Linked DNA regions of Mus musculus: regions 2, 3 and 4 are each linked to region 1. The links are chromatin contacts, called in public ChIA-PET, Hi-C and HiChIP or PLAC-seq maps. All regions are on one chromosome and are shown on one strand. Each heading gives the region's core, a stretch centred on a gene start, on an enhancer-like site or on the middle of the called end of the contact. The rest is flanking DNA. Distances are from core to core; before and after follow the strand shown. Region 1 has its middle 92 kb from the start of Gm33892. Region 2 overlaps Platr6 (a long non-coding RNA gene). Region 3 holds the start of Myb (myeloblastosis oncogene). Region 4 overlaps Sgk1 (serum/glucocorticoid regulated kinase 1).

Region 1 (4,584 bases), core at 740-3,239:
GGTTTCCTTTGCCTGGGATTCAGGCACCCATATTCTCTGTACTGGGGAGGAAGCAGGGAAAGAATAATAAGAGAGCAACCAGGTTTTTAAAATGCTTGTTGGAATTTGCACATGCCACTTGCATTCACAGTATGTTGCAAAGGGTTACTCAGATGGACTCTGCTCAGTACAAGGGAGGCAGCTAGCAGTGACAATTCCACACAGGAACTGTGGTGTACAGACGATCACCCCTGCCAAACACACACCATACATTTACTGGTGACATACCTCTCACCAGGAGGAAAACACCATGGAGAAATGCCCACACTGGTCCCCTCTGATCTTTTAGACACAGATCAGTTCCTGGTTCCTGGGAGCTCCACAGGAAATATTTGTGCATATTTTTCTTTTTAAAAGAATCCTTAGTTTAGAGGAGGAGGGTTTTGCTGTGGGAGTTGAGGCTGAAAAGATGAAGGCCATGCTGTAGATACTTCTAACCATCTTGAACCAACCCAGATCACAAATTGGACTGGAACCAAGGAATCTGGCTTCATCTTTCCCCATAAAACCATCTGGGTAATAATACATAACAGAATTTCTCCATGGCTGTCCTGTGGCTTTGTAGATAAGCAATGATGAATCAGTCACAGTGAAAAAGAGTGTAATTATGTTTGATTTAACTGTCCTCATATACAAATGGCCTGCGTTCCTCCACGGGGAGGCTTGCTTTGTTTGGTAGATGGCATGTTCAATCTGTGGCATAATTCCAAATTGTTTCTGTAGATTGTTCTGTTATCGACTGTTCTGTTGAATTGTTCTTGCACAAGGAAGCATACTGTGTACAAGTGCAGTGTTCTGGACTGAAGTCTTGTCATGGTTGTGACGTCAGACTTGAAGCCAAGTTCCAAGGTTTATACAACCTCCCCTCTGTGCCTCCACTTGAGACCAAATCGTCAATTCTGTAGATTCCTGTAGTGAAGAGTTCCTGTTGACTGCCTTTAAAACACAGCATGAAACAACAAAATGAAAGAAAATATATATGGATCTTTGGTGGATTAAGTTATCAAATATTCCAAAACATTCGGAAATGTTACAAAATTGGTTGAGCATTAGTCACGTTGACACAATCTGTTTACACTCTTAGATGATTTTAATGGTCACACATCTGATCCTTGCTTCATAAAAGTCAAGGATGTAAACCCAAAACAGATTATATAATGTGAATAATTAAAATATGCACGAAATGGTGGCTTTACAAACGTTTTTTATTACAATTTGGAAAGTAAGAGTATTATTTGAGGGTAAATAATCCCAAAGTACTTGCCAACCAGACTTGTGGACATGAGGCTAAGGCTGTGACCTATATGTGTCTAAGGGAGGACATGACACATGTCTCAGGAACCCTTCATGCTCTGAAATATTTTTAATTCAACAAGCATGGTGTTCATAAAACTGTATGTTGAGGTGAAGTTCTTTTGGGAACGTCTTCATCATCTGACATCAGCTATGTAACCAAGATATGGCTGCTTCTTCATGGTTGAGTAGACAGCAGGAGGAAAGGAGGAAGGCCACAATCCTGGAAGCCCAGGGATACCAGGGCATCACACTAGGAGTGTGCATGCATTTCTAGTATATAGAGAGTAAATATTAGGAAGAAAAAGATTAATGGTAATATATATCATTTCCTGCTTGATTTCTATTTCCCCTTCCCCTTCCTATCCCCCTCCGTCCCTCACTCCCTCCTACACTCTCTCCTTTCCTTTCTTTCTTCTGGTATGTTTTCCTCAGAGCTTAAACCACAAGTCTGACCTGAGCACTAGCTGTCTGAGTCCATTGACTATAGAGATGCTTGTAATTTCTCAGTGTGCTCCCCAGTTGTTTTTAAAAATTTGGTAGTGATGAAATTTTTTTATGTTTTCATCCTTTGCTTCAGATGGTAACGAGGATTCTAACCACCCAAGTACTTCCTGTGTTAGCTTCTAAGCGTGGTGTGATAAACCACACACTGCACAGCTTAAACAACAGAAATGTAGTTACTATCTCATTGTGTGGAGAGACTTGTGAGGAAGGTCTGTACCACAGCTGCTGCCTGGCTTCTGATAATTTGTGGTTATCCTTGTAACTCCTGACTCAGAGGAGTGTCTTCCACTCCGGACTTGTTTTCATGTGGAGGTCTGTGTCAAAGTTTCTTTCTCCTTTAAATACATCCACCATGCTTGGTTATGGGCGCACGCTACTCCCACAGGATCTCATCTTTTAATGTGCAAAGGCTGATTCCCATGACCACATTCTGAGATACATGGGGGATAAGGATTAGTATACTGATTTTCTTTCTTTAAAGTTATTTAATATTCATACACACATATAATACGTTTGGATCAAATCTGTCCTCCTTCTCTCCTCCCCCAATTTCTCCCATTACCCCTGCAACATTTCATTCATGATTTCATGCCCCTCTCCCCATGGAGTCTATTTAGTACTCCCCGTCTCTCAGCATCCATCAATGGCTTAGAATTTCTGAGAAAGAGTGGGGCTTGACAAGCCTTCCCCTTATCCATGCCGGATTGTTCTTGTACAAGTCTTGTGGTCTTGTGCTTGTAGCCACTATGAGTTCTTGTACAGCACATGGATTTTCAAGGATTCGACTCAGCTAATAATGCTGTCCAACTAGTGCTTTCCAAGTGAGGTGAGGAGAGAAGGAGGACCAGCAGGGATGTTTGCATTCTCTTATTTTTATTAGTTCTCTGAGAATCGAGAGTTGGTACAACGTGAATTTTAATCTTTCTCATCACCCAGCTTTTCTTAGATCCACCCCAATTCTCTTCCCACCTAACTTCATATTCTTAAAACAAAACAAAACAAAACAAAACAAAACAAAACACAAAAACAAAAACAACCTTCAGGACCAATTTGAGCTGCCCAAATATTCCTGGCATTGCATGGGGGACATTTTCAATCATCAGGAGGATTCACTCTCGGAGAAAACTGTCTCTTCCTCTCCCAGCTGCTAACTACTGCCATTTGCTCCACAGCTAGGGCTGGGATTGTGTGCTTCACTTCCCTCTCCATGCTGAAACTTGGTCTGGCTTGCACTTGCACAGGTCTTGTGCATGCGGTCACAATATCTGTGACTTCATATGTGCAACTACCTGCTGTATATTTTCTGGTAGCCATCCTCCACTTTTGTCTATTACACTCTTCACCTCCTCTTCCACAATGGCCTAGAGTCTTGAGAGAGGATACAGTATGTACCCCCTTTGTGCTCTGTGTACAAACCTGTTTTATTTTGCTTAAGACGATGTCTTAAATTGGGTTTTATTGCTGTGAAGAGACACCATGACCAAGGCAACTCTTATAAAGGAAGACATTTAATTGGGGCTGGCTTATGGGTTTAGAGTTTCAGTCCATTATCATCATGGTGGGAAGCATGACTGAGTCTAGGCAGGCATGATACTGGAGGAGCTGAGAGTTCTACAACTTGCTCTGATGGCAGCCAAGAGGAAGGTTTCTTCCACATTAGGCAGAGCCTGAGCATAAGACCGCAAAGCCCATCTACAGAGACACTCTTCCTCCAACAAGGCCACAGCTCCTACTAGTGCCACTTTCCATGGGCCAAGAATATTCAAATCACCACGGAGGATGACTGAGGATTCTTTGAATGTCCTTCCCCCATTGAAATGGTTTGTGCCCATATCCAAGGGAGATATAATGTCTATGCTGCATCCTGCCCAGCAGTGTATATTAGGATGGAATGAAGCAAAGCATCCTACTGAATTTGGAAATTCAAATGGTCACGTTGCTTTTTTGTTCCGTAACTGGATGAGATTTGAAACTGCCTTGAGAGGTTGTACATAAAGAGATCTCTGACGTTCACAGAGGCTCTGACTCAGTGAGCTTGGAATAAGGCCCAGGGAATATTTTTTAAGTGTTCTCCAGAGAATTTTGATGATATGCCAAATGTAGAATTACTGATCTTGGACAATTTCTCCTTCTTGAGTAAGCATAGTCAATAATGTATGTTTAACTACATTACTCTTGTTAAAGAGAAAACATTGATCATTGGTTCCAATAATGACACTCTTCAGTTATTTTTAGGACAGATATTTCATGATTATTTTAAGGGTTCCAGAATGAGGTTGAATAGACCTCCTGGAGTTGAGACTTTTTTCTATATAAAGTATGCTGTTTAGATTTACAGCTAGTAAATACTAATTGTAGGAACTAACTTCCCTGGTTTCAATTTCATTACAAGCGAAATGAGGAAAACAATGCTTGCTTTGTAGGATTGTCGGAAGACTAAGTTGGATAGCTTATGCAAAACCACTGTGATAAAAAGAAAAATTTCATTAAAGATAATTTCTGTTTTTTTCCCTCAAGGTGCCGAGAATAAGTGAGTGTTGAATGTTTAGCTCTAAATAAGCCGTTAGCCTCAGTGACTGCTTTAGAAGAGGAGGCAGAAGGAATGTGAATGCTGTGAGATAGGGAGGCCATGAGTTGCCAGCTTTTGGAAGGGCACAACCATTGAAACCATAAAAAAGCAGCTCACAATAGCTGCTTTTACAATAGCCCTGCACAAGACTGGTCCAGTCAACTGTCAGTCATGGA
Region 2 (4,739 bases), core at 1,922-4,421, 360 kb after region 1:
AATAGTTTTGGCACTTGGTGGCTATGGTACTTGCTATAATGTAGCTGAATGTTGTAAACTTGCTATAGTGACACTCACCTGTGGGATCCCAGCACGGCCCTGCGCTCCAGACCAGCCATGTGCTGCACAAGGAAGAGCCTATCTCAAAAGCAGTAACAACAATCAAACAGTTACCAGCAGCAAGGTATCTTGGCTTAACTTTGGCGCTAACTTAAAGTAATCTAGGAACTTTAAAACTATGATACTAAGCCCATCCCCTAGGCCAGAGTTACTGGCAGTTGGTGTCTGCTGAGAGAAGGGGAATTGCTTTCTTTGGGGATGTGGTTGGTTGCCTATGGACCAGAGGCTGGCCTCACCCCCATGCTCAGCACTAAAAAGTGGTGCTAGTACCTACAACAAGAGCAGTGAGAGGACATTAGGTTCAGAGGAGAATGGCTGGTGGCTCCCACACACGCACCATACCCAAGGTGCAAGAGCTCTCCCTCCAGACCACACCAGAAGCACCTGTTGAGATCTGATCCTCTTTTTAAAGGAGGTACTTCTGAGGTGTGCTGTGGTTTTCAGACCTTTCTTTAGGAAACACAAATAGGGATTTGTAATACTTGAAGCATAAGGACAATGACTATCATCTCAGCTGCCTTTGAAAAGTGAACAGGGATCTTTTAGTTATGGCTTTATTATTAACCATTTGTAACCAAATGCAATGATTTCTCCTTCTCTTCTTCTTCTTCCTCTCCCTCTCCCTCTTCTTCCTCACCCTCTTTCTCCTCCTCCTCCTACCTCCCCTCCTTTTTTTGTTGTTTTCTTGAAACAGGGTTTCTCTGTGTAGCCCTGGCTGTCCTGGAACTCACTCTGTAGACCAGGCTGGCCTCGAACTCAGAAATCTGCCTGCCTCTGCCTCCTGAGTGCTGGGATTAAAGGTATGTGCCACCACTGCCCAGCAAGGGCTCTTAATCTTATGAATGCAAAGCCGAAACTAAGAGATAAAAGAGTAGAGGAAGACTTACAAACTGCATTAGGCAAAGGGAATATTGAGATAATTTGCAAGCAATGCTTTTCCCATCAAGAGGAAACCTTAGGATTTTGTGTAGGAATCCTGAATATAGTTATACAAGAAAGTACAAAGCAAAGTACAAAGCAAGCTCAACTCAAGGTCACCCAGAGATCATGTATTCAGAACAGAAAGATGTCAGCAAATTTTGAGGCTTAAAATTGAACATCACATGGCTATAAAAGAAAGATGGTGGAAAATGTGCTTCTGGGCATGCTCAGTTCAAGGTCATAGAGAACAAGGGGGGAAAAAAGGTAGATGTTAACACTTCTGGGCATGCTCTGTTCAGCATGCTAATGAGCAAGTTTACTTTAGTTTGCCTAAAAGGATGAGTAAAAACTAGACTAGTTTCTAATAAAGTGTCTCAAAGCATTTTAGCTGAAGCCAAAGAAAAGCCAGCTTTGAAGATGTCTAAGCAATTTTTTAAAGGGGTGGCCTTTTTCTTTTGCTTTTTATTTTTGCCTTTCTAGCATTATTCTCTCCTAAAAGTGCTTCCCTTGCTTAGGAGCCAACAAACCAGAAATGCCTACAAAACTCCCACCCCCAGCCTTACAACCTCCTGTTTGTGAAACTCAACTTCCCCCAGACCCCTAGTAAAGCACTCTGTCTCAATTCTCAGCTTATCTGAGAAGTTATCACAACATGCAATTTTCTTAGAGTTTTTGATCTCTTTGAACAACATATGGATTATAAGCACATTATTTAGACAGTTTGTACTTTGTGCTTAAAAACCCATTACTACATATAAACCAGACTAACTTAATGAGGTTGATTAAAAACACACAAGACACACAAACAGACACACACATAATCATGGTTGACTTCAAATGTTGGTTTTATATAATACAAACCAGTGCAGTTTTGGATAGCATTAAAAAACATGTAGATTGATAATCAAGACATTTCAACAGGTCTCTGAGAAGCATCTCTAGACTGAAAGTTCCTGACCAGATTATAGAATAGGCCAGAGTGTGGCCGAGCCTCCAGTGGTAAAGATGTTCTCATAGGAAGCTGTTGTTTGTGAGGTAGCCAAGAGATAAATGAATGCTAAGAGCATCTCAGAGATAAAGAAGGCCATTCTCCTACACCTGAAGAGGCAGCCCAGACTCAGTGCAAGTCCTAAGGGTCACTCTCAGGACAGGTAGAGGACTGTCCTTTATTACATCCTTCAAGAGATGGTTCCAGAAAGGAAGATCTGTGACGATGGAGTTAGAGACAGAGATGCAGATGTAACAAAGAAGAAAGAAGGGAGATCAATGAAGCCAGGCAGAGAGAAAGGAGAGGGGTGGAGAGAGAAAAACAGGTATTGAGCTCTTCCTACTCAAACTGTTCCAAGTCAGGAACCTGAGAGAAGGAAGAGAAGGTCAAAGAAGCTGCCCACCGTCCTGCTGAGCTGAAATCCTAAGAAGGTAGACAAGTGGACCCCACAGTTTCTTCTAGAGCTGAACTAGCCTCTGCTTTGGAACGGAGAAAAAGACAGCCCGGAGTAGTAGTGCATATTTTCTCTGTATTCTACTGTACCCGGCTACTGAATCTGTAATTATACCTAGGGCACAAATAAATGGGGAGAATTTAAAAATAGTGACAGGTTAGATTATTAAATCTGCAGATTGGTAGGATCTGGCAGCTATTAATTTAACAAAACAAAAGAAAAGGAAACAAAAAGTCTCCTTACCACTTCCTGATAATTTAGCACGAAGGAGCAGATGTCAAAACAGGAGGGGGATGCTTAGGTCACCCCAATCCTCACCAAGACAATTAATTGACACTGGCTCTGACTTCTCTTGTGCTGAGTGTTTTAGACAAGAATTGAAAGCCAACAGACCTTGCTCATTTGGCCTAAGCCAGCTCTTCATGCCACTGATTCAAGGCAGTTGCTTTTGCTTTGGTTTGATGTAGCAGGTCTTTGTAGATATCAAACATAACCAAGTCGGGAGACTTTTCCTGTGGGCCTGGAGTCCACTCTGCACTCTGAAACGACCAATGCCAACTACACCACGCTAGCCTACTCCTCACGGACCCCCACCTTCTCCTCTGAGTCATCACACAGTTCCCAGCCTGCCGTTTGTTATCAGTTGAGTCATTTGGGATGGATGTTGACAATTCGCAATGCCTTAAGCGGAGATAAGTGATGAGCAGCGACCAAGTGCAGACTCCAAAGGAGCAGAACAAAGAAACCTTTGTGTGGTGTGCACATTTTCTCTAGTAAACTGCGTACTTGTGATTAACACTGCTCTGTAGTCAAACTTTGAGGAGACGTCAAGATTATAACGTTTGCACCACACGCTGAAAATTTGTTTTCTTTTTTATTACTGTATATTGGTTAAATGAAACAATGAATGTTCAGTATGGTATTTTCTTCATCTCTATTTTTCTTAATTGTTTGAGAATTTCACACAGTGTATTTTAACCATGTTCTCATCCAGCTCCTCCCCTTAGCCCCACCCACATCCACCCCTATATCCTTACCCTATACACTCAACTTCATGTGTCCTTTAAAAAACTTTTCAGTAACCCATCAACTCCAGTTTGTGTGCTCTTTGTGTTCTTCTGGATATGGGACTGCTTACTAGAGCATGGTGAAGCCCCAAGAGTCACAGCCTTCACTAGCTGCACTAATGAAGCTTCAGGACACTGGCCTGGTGAGCTACCGTGTCAAGACATTTTCACACATGCACACTACATCCTATGGCTGTATTCATCCAATCATTACTATCCTTCCCCCTTCTTCCCTCCCTCACATCACCTTCCTTTCCCTTTTCCTTTTCCTTTTCCTTTTCCTTTTCCTTTTCCTTTTCCTTTCCCTTTCCCTTTCCCTTTCCCTTTCCCTTTCCCTTTCCCTTTCCCCTTTTCTTTTTCTTTCCTTTCCCTAATAGTACTCCTTTCTGCATCTGTACTATTTTTATGTCTATACATACAACCTGAACTTGCTCTGAATTCCTCACCCTCCTGCCTCAGCCTCCTGAGTACCCGGACTACAGGCATTCTCTACCAAGCTCAGCCATGTCTTGAATGTCTGGCTGCCATACCTGAGGAACATTGTCTGTACTCCACAGGCCCCAGGTTTGAAGATCTTTGTTAGGGCAGCTAGTGTATTCGAGTACACGGATGTGGCAGTAGCTTGGAGAAGAATGTCTTGTGGTCAAGGCTTGACACAAAAGTGAGGAAAAGGTTTACTAGGAAAAAAATCAAATCAAGCTCAGTGTGGTGGTGCAAGGCTTTAACCCCAGCACTCGGGATATCTGGACAAGTGAATCTCTGAATTCAAGACCAGCCTGGTCTATAAAGTGAGTTCTAGGACAATCAGTTCTACACAGAGAAACCTTGTCAAAACAAAACAAAACAAACAAAAAACAAGAAAAGAAAAGAAAAAAGAAAGAAAAGAAAGGAAAGAAAAAGAGCAAATTGTATAAACTTCCTTCCAACTGATATTTTAGCATTCTGAAATATTAAAATATAAGTTTTGTTTTTATTTATTGTATATGTGTTTCTGTGTGTATGTGTGTGTTACATGCTCGTGTATGTGTGCAGGTAGCTCACTTGTGTGTGTACACCAAGCATCAACAACCAATAGCTTCCTTTATTTCTTTCTATTTAACTTTTTTGAAACAGAGTCTCTCCCTAAACCTGGAGCTGTTTTGGCTAGGCTGTTTGGCTAATGAGTTCCTCTGGGACTGATCTCTGGAAG
Region 3 (4,816 bases), core at 1,403-3,902, 320 kb before region 1:
CCACGCACCTAGTCGTTTGATTTGGACAAACCCCCCTCCCTCTCGTGGATCCCATCTTACACACTAGGGAGGGGATTCTATGTTTAAGGTACTTTCCAGAGGCATGCCTCTACTGTCTTCTGTGCCTCTTAAAAAGCAAGCCCTGGGCAGATGTGCAAAGCCAAAGTCTTGGGGTGAAATGTGGCGTGTGACTCTTGCAGATCTTGAAAGGCTGTGAGAGGGAGCTGGGCGAGTCCAGGATTCTGTCAGCTTTGACAAGGGGCTTGCCTCTGAGCTCTGCATGCCATTTCCTTGCTCTAAAATGACCTGGTCGCCTCGGTAGCATGATTAATTTCGACAAAGGACCCGAAATAACTTTTCCTTTATCTGCTCCGACAAGATCTCAGACCCAACAGTCAAAGGACTTTCAAAGGCTGATTTCAAGCTAGATGCTCTCGACTGCTCCACCTGCGAGAGCCGGTGTGGTTACAAGAGTACAACTATGAATGTTACATTCTATCAAGGAAACAAACCGTGCAAAGAAACGAAAAAGAACACTGGGGGGTTGGGAAGAGGGAGGGGGACCGGAGGAAGTGCCTGTGGCCGCTACGTGATTCTAGAAAAGGGGTTCAGAGTCATTTCGCTGACCTGGTTAATAATCCCTGCCGAGTTGACGCTAGCCCTGCAAGAAACGGCTCCGAGCCCGCAGCCGGGTTTCTCTTCCCCCTGAGTCAAGTTCAAGGCTCCCGCCCCTCCCTGCCGCCTCCGCTCCGGGCTACCTGCGAGCCCCAGGGAACCTGCGCGGCCACGCCCCGACTGAACCTTGGGGCGGCCAGCTTGGGCCGCACCTCCTGGGAGCACCCCTTCCTAACTCCCTCCTCCTGCTGCAGGTTTCAGCTTTCTGCAGAACAGGTGACCTGGGTGCGGGCGGTTTAGGTCCCAAAAGCGAAAGGCGAAACCTCTTAAAGGGTGGCACTTAGGCTGGCGCGGCAGGCCCGGGGCCAGGCACTGGGAGCCAAGATTCAAGGTCTCCCCAATTCACCCCCTTCTTGTTCCGATGCCCAGCGGTTGCCGCTCCCCGCCTGGCCCATCCCGAGGGTGCGCGGCAGGGCCCACGCCCACGCTCCTGCAACTTCCCAGAGCCCGCGCCCTGCATGGCCAGGTCCTGATGGCTCCCCCCCCCCCCCAAAAAAAAAGAAAGAAAGAAAGAAAGAAAGAAAGAAAGAAAGAAAGAAAGAAAGGAAAGAAAGAGAGAGAACAGATTGTTTAGCGAAAATCAAACCACGAGTGGAAAGGCGGGCGCGGATAGACTGTGTCTCCGCGGACTCCCCCCCCCCCCCCCGAATCTTCCTTAGGGTCGGTCGGTCGGTGGCTTTGCCAGAGGCGGGCCACCAAAAGCAGCTGGAGCAGAGTGCTGGGAGCAGCGGCGACCTCAGCTGCTTCCACGTGTGCGCGGCCCAGGAGAAGAGCGGCGACATCGCCCGGGGTGCACTGCAGCTGCCTTGGGTGCCGCCTGCCTCCAGCACTTTGCGCCGAGTGGCGACCGCCACCGAGCTAAGCCCCGCATCTGTTGCTCTCTGGGAGCCCCGGCGTGTCCTCGGGAAACCCCGAGTCGGGCCGGACTTGAGCGCCAGCAACTGACAGTTCCGAGAGGATCCCTCTTCCCGAAGGTGGGGCCAAAATGGAAAGAGAGTGCACGCATCATCTCGGCCGGTGCGGTGACATGTGCGACGCGGGCGCGTGCAGTGTTTGCAAAAGCTTCTTCCATAACAAGTACAAGAATCTTCAAACGGCTGGGTTTAAAACAATCTGCAAACCCATTTTGTCCCCCTAAAATCTTTGCAGCTGCCTGCCTGTCAGCTGACACCTCTCTCGCCTCCATAATGAATGAATGAAATTTAAATGAACTACCTGCAGCTACTAAACAACCCGGCCTTTCCCTATATCTGCCATATGCTCTTCAAGTGCAAACACACCTCAATGCATGCAGCAATTAGGCTGCGACTCCCTCGCCGACACTCGGGGCATCAAGCCAAACACCTGGTGGGCTCCTCGGGTCTGATGGAACCGTTCAGTCCTCGGCTGAAGAGTGCCGAGCCCCCCCCCCACCCCACCCCCCAAAGAGAAACGAATCCCCGAGCAACTTGCAAAAAGAAAAAGAAAAAAGAAAGAAAAAGGGAAATAAAATAAAAAAGAGCCTCAGGGCATGCTTCCCACTATACCCGTGCGCTTCTCGCAGAGTTTTCCATTCATCCTTCTCCCGAGTGTCTTCTGCCACTGGCTGACAGCCCCGCAAACCAACAGGGAAGGCATTCCCACCTGCTCCGGGATGCCTGGATCCCCGCGCGCCCTAGCCCGAGGCCGCCCTCTCAGCCTCCCCATTACCTGTGTCGGGGTCTCCGGGCCATGGCGAGGCGGGCCGGGGCTCCGCCAAGAGCCCCGGGGACCGCACCGGTTGCCGCCTCCCGCTGCCCTCCGCCTTGCCTGCGTCCTCCCCCGGCTGCGCAGCGGCGCTCCGCACCGCCGGGGCGAAGTTTCTCCGGAGAAAGGGGAGGAGAAGGAGGTCACCGAGGAGGAGGAGGAGAAGGAGGAGAAGGAGGAGGAGGAAACAGGTTGATATTAAAGTGTAACTCTGTAAACAGATGCCATCAAACAAAGAGGTTTGGACACTCCCCCTCCCGCCAAATCTGGCGCCCCTGCAGTGCGCACGCGCCCTGCCCGCCGCCTCCGCGGTCGCCCGAGCTGCAGCCCGCCTGGCCGCCGCTCCCATTCGCCTCTCGCGCCGCGGAGCTGCTCCTGGCGCGCAGCGCGGCCGGGACGGCGGGCGGGCGGGGAGCCCGGGCTGGGGAGGGGCGGCCGGGGCCGCGGTGGCGCCTTTTCCTGCGCAAACCCCGCTCCGTGGCCGGGTGGCGCCGGCTCACACCGGGTCCCGCTGTTACCGCTTTCGGGGCTACGCGGTCGCTCCTCTCCGTAGGCTCCGGGGCTCCCGAGCCCGAATCAGCAGCGCTTCCATTCAAGGGCACCTCGATGGGGTTGGGTGACACACTTCTGCCTTCAGGGTTTCAACTGCGCCCCGACTTCAACACACCCGGGAGCAGAGAGTGTGAGGGATGATCGGTTGAATAGAGTGAGCGTACTTCCCCAACCCCCAACGATTTTTGACTAGGTCCAGTTTTTCATGTTTTAATTTTAAAGGGACATCTTTAATTCACTGGTAAGCGACAAAGGATACTTAAATACAGTCAGCCCTGTGGCTACAGCCTTTGACAGATCGAGCCCCGGGCTCATTTTTCAATCTCCTCCCAGATCCTGCAGCCCACACACCACCGGCTTTTTGTCATAAGCCCTTCCTCCCTCACTTAGACACACGCCGGGCCCACCCACCCTAGGAGGTGCCTACCACGCACTTCTGCCTCTGCAGAGTGCGCTCGGGTCCTGGGTCCTGCGTCAAACACTTGCTGGACAAACCTACTGGATCCCAAACAAACAACCCCTAGCAGTTCTCAGGAACTTGTGCACTCCTGATTCATTTTTTTTTTAAACCAAACCCATACCACTGGTTCTCAACCTGTGGGTCCCGACCCACTTGGGATTGCTCGACTGTTATCTTGTACGTTTGATATATATCTGATCTCTACATTATGATTCATAAGTAGCAAGATTACAGTTATAAAATACTGATGAAAATAATTTTATGTTTGGGGCCACCACATGAGAAACTTGTATTAAAGGGTCGCAGCTGAGACCCTTTAAAGGAAGGCTGAGAACCATTGAGCTAAACAGTAAGGACCCTGTTGGGTGTAATTTGAAGAGTTTACCAGCCACAAGTCAGCGAAGGTATCCCTGTAACTTTAACTACAGGTTCCCAAAGGAGCGATGTGCAAAGTGCTGAATTTATAAGGATTGGTGATTGGGGGATTTCAGGGGACTTTCAGTGTTACTTCTGTTTATAAATCAGTACCCTTGGGGATTTTTCTTTTCATTCTCAATACACACCAATTTATTTTGCCTTTAATCTTTTAGGAGTTCAAGACTTGTGCTGACTGGGTGTGTGAGTGTCCCAAGTGCTTTAGGGGTTCAAACATAGCTCAGAAAGCTTTTTTTTTCTTACTAAAAAAGCATGTTCTTACTGAAATGAGTCATAATTTTATTAAATTGTTGAAGCAAGCTGAGTTTCAAGACTTTATCTGGTGTTTGAAACGATGCTTCTTAAAATTAGCTATATCGTTTAATCTTTATGAAGACATTTCAGAGCATGCTCCTAAGGGTTTACAACAGTTTCTTTAAAATAAGAAGAAAGCAGAAAGTTACTGTGACACACTGCTGCATGGTTACAAGTCTCTTGCAACTTAATACACATTTGAAGCCAATACTTATGTGTAGAGTCTGTAATGAACTTTCTGTGCACTAACAATAAGTACTTACCAAGTCTATGACAAACATCTAGGAAGGACTCACCTCTCAAGGGACAGCAGTCTGTCTGGGTGTTACTCTGTGCATCTAAATGGAAGGGTTTCCATTCCTGAGCCTCTTGAATCCTTGCTAAGATGATTGATCTCACAGCCTCCTTCACAGAGTTCTGAAGAGGTACAGTTATGTTTTATGATTCTTAAAAAAGAAAAGGAAGAACTTTTAAGTAGAAAAACACTTATCATTTCTTTAGTGGTTTTGTACATTGGTATGTACATGGCTTGGGAATTCATAATATTCTTATTTCTCCAAGTTATTTTGCTATACAGTCTTATATTCCCCCCTCGTATGTGTCAAAGTAATAAGTGTGGAGGACAGACATAATCTAATTTAAAAAAAAAAGTACAGCCCAGTCATTTTACTATCA
Region 4 (4,189 bases), core at 1,300-3,799, 500 kb after region 1:
CTAGACAAGACGTGGATCCAACCACTTCAAACAAAGCAAAAATATTTCACCGGTGTGCCCTTCATTTCTGAATTGCAGTTCATCCCAGATGTAGTCAAGTTGACAACCAAGAGTAGCCGTCACAGATACAATAAGCCTAAATAAACTACATAGTCTCTTGTTTGTTTGTTACCCAGACAGGGTTTCTCTGTGTAGTCCTGTTCTGGAAATTGCTATATAGAACAGTTGCTGCCAACTCAAGAGATACGCCTGTCTCTGCCTCTCAAGTGCTGGGAATAAAGGCGTGTGTCACCACACCCATTCAAATATTATTTTATAAAGAATAATGAGTTTCTGAGGATCAGCTCACCCTGAAGTCTGGTAGGAACATTTTCCCGCCCAGCATTCTTTGCGAGAGGAAGACTGGCATGTTCTCTGCCATGTGCAGCTGCTGGAGAGACACAAACGTACTGTTTTGTCTCGGTGTTACGTTTAGGATTTATAAGTGCTTCAGTCTTCACACGGAGTGTAAGGAAGAGAGCCACATGTTGAGGGTCATGTGGTAATCCCTGCAGGCAGGGGGTCAGTTACCACAAGCTTGAGGGCAGCGTGACCTCATGGTAAGAGCAAATCATCTCAGGAAGAAGGAAGGATGGGAAGACGGTAGAAGGGGAGGGAGGGAGAGGGAGAAAGAGGAGTAGAAATGAAGAATCGAATCAGCCCGCTTTCAAGTCCACCCTCTTCTCTGGGGCTGGAGTCCTTCACACCTTCTCAGCATTCACTCAGACGAGCGAACAGGCTACACAAGTTCAAACTCCTTTCTGCTGTCACGGTAGACTGAAACTTGTGCGCACCATTTGCTTTTTTTGTACACATTGGTTTTAAGTTGCCGGCCCTGTGGTCTGGAATAGACTATAAATTAGGATTTCGACACAGAGTGAGTCTCCCTCCAAGTTCACAGTGTGCTTTCCCCAGTGCTACTATTGGCAACTATGATAGCGTTCTCTGTGCTGAGAAGCCAGTGACGATAGGCAATGATCAAACCATAGAGCAGCCTTGAGGACCACACTTTTATCCGGGCACTTGCTTGCCAGGTAAGAGAATGGCTCCCTGAAACTCTTCCTGCATTTCTTCAAGTCTGCTTATCACAAGCTGCTTTAACCCTTACATCTGTCAAAATGTCTAGATTTAGTTTCGAGTGCTCATTTGTTTGCTGTTTGAGACAGGGTGTTGTTGTGTCATCCAGGCTATGTTCAAACGCCCGGCCATTGTCCTGTGTAGGCTTCCCAATCTCTGGGATTATAGACATAAACTTCTGGGCACAGCTAGATTATTTTGAAGGGAAAATTTAAGAGCCACAGTCAAAACTGAGGGTATTTTTTTCCTGAGGAGAAAAGTTAATGTTCTATTTTGTTTCAGAATTCTATGTGTGTGGTTTGCATGTGTTTCTATGTTTGTGTGTCTCTGTGTGGTTACGTGTGTGCTTCCATGTGTGATAGTATGTGTGTATGTATGTGTCTGTGTTGGCTGTAGAATAAATGTGACATGAAAATGGAAGAGGGGCCCCCTGGGTGGGAGGGAACGCGTTGGGAAGGGGAGCCAGGGTGATGGGGGGGGGGTGTAGAGGAGAGACGTAATCCACAGTAGTGATGTGTAAGAAAAACCAGAAAAAAATACACTTGGTAATTAAATCAAACAATAAAGTTCCTCAAAAAGAGTGCATCGAGTTACTTTGTATAGATGGAAAAAAATTAATGTATTATTAAATGGAAATCTCAGTTCCAGATGTGGGCTGCCTTGCTATAAGTTATTAGCCAGGAAAGACCTTGCAGAGCCCAAAGTAACACAGGCAACTGTCCAAGCTGCTATTTGCTGACCAGAACTAGACGGTAATACCCCATTGATAAGACACCACATGCCTTGATCATAGGACAGGGAAAGTCAAGCTGGAACTGGACTGGAATTTTCCTCCTTGCTGGTCAGCCCTCAGAATTCCAGAAGGTGCTATGCAGGCTGCCAGGGGAGGATTCTCAGTAAGTCTTACTCAGCTGTGGACGCGTTGTTCAAGGTGAGCCTGCTGGTGCAATGTGTTAGTCAGGTTTGTTATGGGGGTAACCAGCTGTTCTTTGATTGGATTTGGTCCTGGGTCCATAAGAAGAAACTGACTTCTGGTATTATAAACCTAGTTGAAAGCCTGTGGCTTGTGAGGTTATTTGGCCTAGTGAGAGAGTTTTTATATTTTCTAAGTGGACATGATATGCCTCCCAAATTGCCTTCTCTATAACTGTGTTTGTGGCCATAGAGTGCTACTACTATTGGCATTGGTCAGAGAGGTTCTGTTCTGCAGTGATCAGCGGTGACTGGTCAAGGTACACATATAAATGAATGTTGAATGCCCAGCTGTAATGGGGTGTCTCTAACATGCCCTTCACAGTACAGGGAACACTGTTGAAGAGGGGGTGGAAAGAATGGAAAAATCTAGAGAAGAATGTGGGGTGGACTGCAGAGTGCAGACAGCAGCTCCCAAGCACTCTGTAGCTATGACACTCTGGGGCTCACAGGTGTGGCTTCCTGTGTGAGCCCCACACACCGGGAGCTGTCAACACCCTATCACACACAGGAGGCGGAGCATACCTCAGCCACAAAATCAGTTCTCTTATCAACTCTGATTCAGACTACTTTGCTTTGTAGAAGTTGAAATTTGACCACCGATGACCTCAATATGACAATAGCCGCTGATAGTCTTGATTGATTAACTTAATGCATAACGGGGAGTTTTTTAACGCTGACAAGTGAAAGGCTCCTTGCAAACTCAGTGTTCCCTTTGCCAAGTACAACAAAGCATCATGAAAAGAGAGGGGAGGAAAGATGGACGTCTTAAGTTAGAATCACCAAGTTTTTAGCTATCTCCCACTTCCCTTTAAGATAATCCCCAGGGTATTCAGTTCCTAAGAGTTCTTTGCATATGGCACAGGCACAACTAAACGTATGTTGGACAAATTAATTTGGTTAGCCTTCACCAAAACTTGAAGTGGAGGAGTGTGCTTCATTTTGAAGATTTTGTGAAGAAAATCCATCAGAAGGACAGAGGTGTGTTCCACTTTTCATATGCTGCTCCTATACCATCTATTTCTATGACTCAAACGTTTCAAAACAGACATCCATCACTTCCACCTGCGTGCGAGTGTGTGTGTGTGTGTGTGTGTGTGTGTGTGTGTGTGTGTGTGTGTGTGTGTGCCTGTAAGACAAGGTCCTACTGTCATCCAAGGTCTCAAACTGATCCAAAGTCATGACGATCTCCAGCCTCAGTCTTCCAAGTACTGGCATTACAGGCATGGGCTGGCACGTTCAGATAACATGGTACATTTGGAAACTGCTAGCCACAGGCACTCTCCTTTTCCTGAAGCATGTCTCTTTCAGTGGGCCATGCCCAGAGTAGCAGGAAGCAGCCAAGTTGAGTTCTGCATTACTTGCTGTGGTTCAAGTGGTGAACTTGAGAATAAGACCTCCTGCCTCTGCCACAGATTCCGGACTTCCGCCTCAGCAGCTTCCTGCCACTATCTACCCCCTGGGTGATTTCATTTCTTCCACTAGCAAGAACGGAACTGTAATAATAGACTGTGAGCAATGCATGTATTCAAGGAGGTAATGCAACAGAGTTAATGGTGCAACATGTTCTTAGTGGGCAGTGTGTATGTGTGGAGGAAGAATTGTGCTTTTATAGGACAGTTCCCACATTTCCCTTTGCTGTGAGCAAAAGAGCCCTATACTTTGCTTTATTGATGCTTTCACTATGTTGTTCCTTACTGGACCTTTAGTGGGGTTTTTCTCTTGAAATTTAAAGTTTCATCATTTATTGAGCCTTATTATCTAGGGCTCCAAACACAAGAGTGACAAGGATCCTGGAGACACAGACAGGCACACTGTGACACATGCTGTGGGACCCAAGTCCTGCAGCCGGAGATCACACTAGGTGTTGCCTGTTCATTTAGATAAAATAGCTCACTTTGTTTTTTTGTTTTGGCTTTTAATGTTTAAGCTGTTAAACAAGGAATTGACAGGGGAAGGTTGTAAACTCAGATTCTAGGTTTTCCTTTGGACTGAAGCAACCTCTCCCACATTATTCCTTGCATGTGGAACCCCATATTCTTCCGTGTACTCTTGGCTACCAGAACCAGAAAGACAGGAACACATTTTTCTTGACTTTTTA

The links. A called contact is a pair of places that touch in the nucleus more often than the background predicts. ChIA-PET counts read pairs in DNA pulled down with a chosen protein or histone mark. HiChIP or PLAC-seq counts read pairs in DNA pulled down with a chosen protein or histone mark.
Region 2: a contact with region 1 is called in a Hi-C map of the G1E-ER4 cell line, with 2.3 times the contacts expected there. The contact joins two enhancer-like sites. A contact is called at or near these places in 6 of 484 Hi-C or Micro-C datasets (the G1E-ER4 cell line, bone marrow-derived macrophages, embryonic fibroblasts and 2 more), 6 of 115 datasets of contacts at active chromatin or transcription factors (CD8 T cells, embryonic fibroblasts, embryonic stem cells and 1 more) and 1 of 9 other capture datasets (embryonic stem cells).
Region 3: a contact with region 1 is called in an RNA polymerase II ChIA-PET map of memory CD8 T cells, with 24 read pairs. The contact joins the promoter of Myb here to the enhancer-like site in region 1. A contact is called at or near these places in 1 of 39 promoter capture datasets (pre-B cells) and 2 of 115 datasets of contacts at active chromatin or transcription factors (large pre-B cells and memory CD8 T cells).
Region 4: a BATF HiChIP or PLAC-seq map of CD8 T cells shows a contact between it and region 1, with 6 read pairs. The contact joins two enhancer-like sites. A contact is called at or near these places in 1 of 15 datasets of contacts at CTCF or cohesin (the NIH/3T3 cell line), 3 of 484 Hi-C or Micro-C datasets (CD8 T cells, bone marrow-derived macrophages and nephron progenitors), 10 of 115 datasets of contacts at active chromatin or transcription factors (CD8 T cells, double positive thymocytes, embryonic basal ganglia and 3 more) and 3 of 9 other capture datasets (adipose tissue, liver and pancreatic islet).

What each region holds. Positions count from the first base shown.
Region 1 is chr10:21,477,607-21,482,190 of GRCm38.p6, forward strand. No RefSeq gene overlaps it. Among named protein-coding and RNA genes, the nearest start is that of Gm33892, 92 kb to the right of the region's middle. Within about 2 kb of position 1,990, at least 46 of the 459 cell types and tissues checked have an H3K27ac peak or open chromatin away from gene starts, as enhancers often do. A contact at or near this core is called in CD8 T cells, the G1E-ER4 cell line and memory CD8 T cells, where this site is marked.
Region 2 is chr10:21,836,305-21,841,043 of GRCm38.p6, forward strand. It overlaps Platr6 (a long non-coding RNA gene), which reads right to left. Exons shown (of 5, transcript XR_001779731.1): 4 at 79-138. Among named protein-coding and RNA genes, the nearest start is that of Platr6, 20 kb to the right of the region's middle. Within about 2 kb of position 3,172, at least 53 of the 459 cell types and tissues checked have an H3K27ac peak or open chromatin away from gene starts, as enhancers often do. A contact at or near this core is called in the G1E-ER4 cell line, where this site is marked.
Region 3 is chr10:21,158,332-21,163,147 of GRCm38.p6, forward strand. It overlaps Myb (myeloblastosis oncogene), which reads right to left and starts at 2,653. Exons shown (of 16, transcript NM_001198914.1): 1 at 2,365-2,653. The coding sequence starts at 2,387.
Region 4 is chr10:21,972,987-21,977,175 of GRCm38.p6, forward strand. The region is part of intron 3 of Sgk1 (serum/glucocorticoid regulated kinase 1); the gene reads left to right. Among named protein-coding and RNA genes, the nearest start is that of Gm34267, 84 kb to the right of the region's middle. Within about 2 kb of position 2,550, at least 27 of the 459 cell types and tissues checked have an H3K27ac peak or open chromatin away from gene starts, as enhancers often do. A contact at or near this core is called in CD8 T cells, where this site is marked.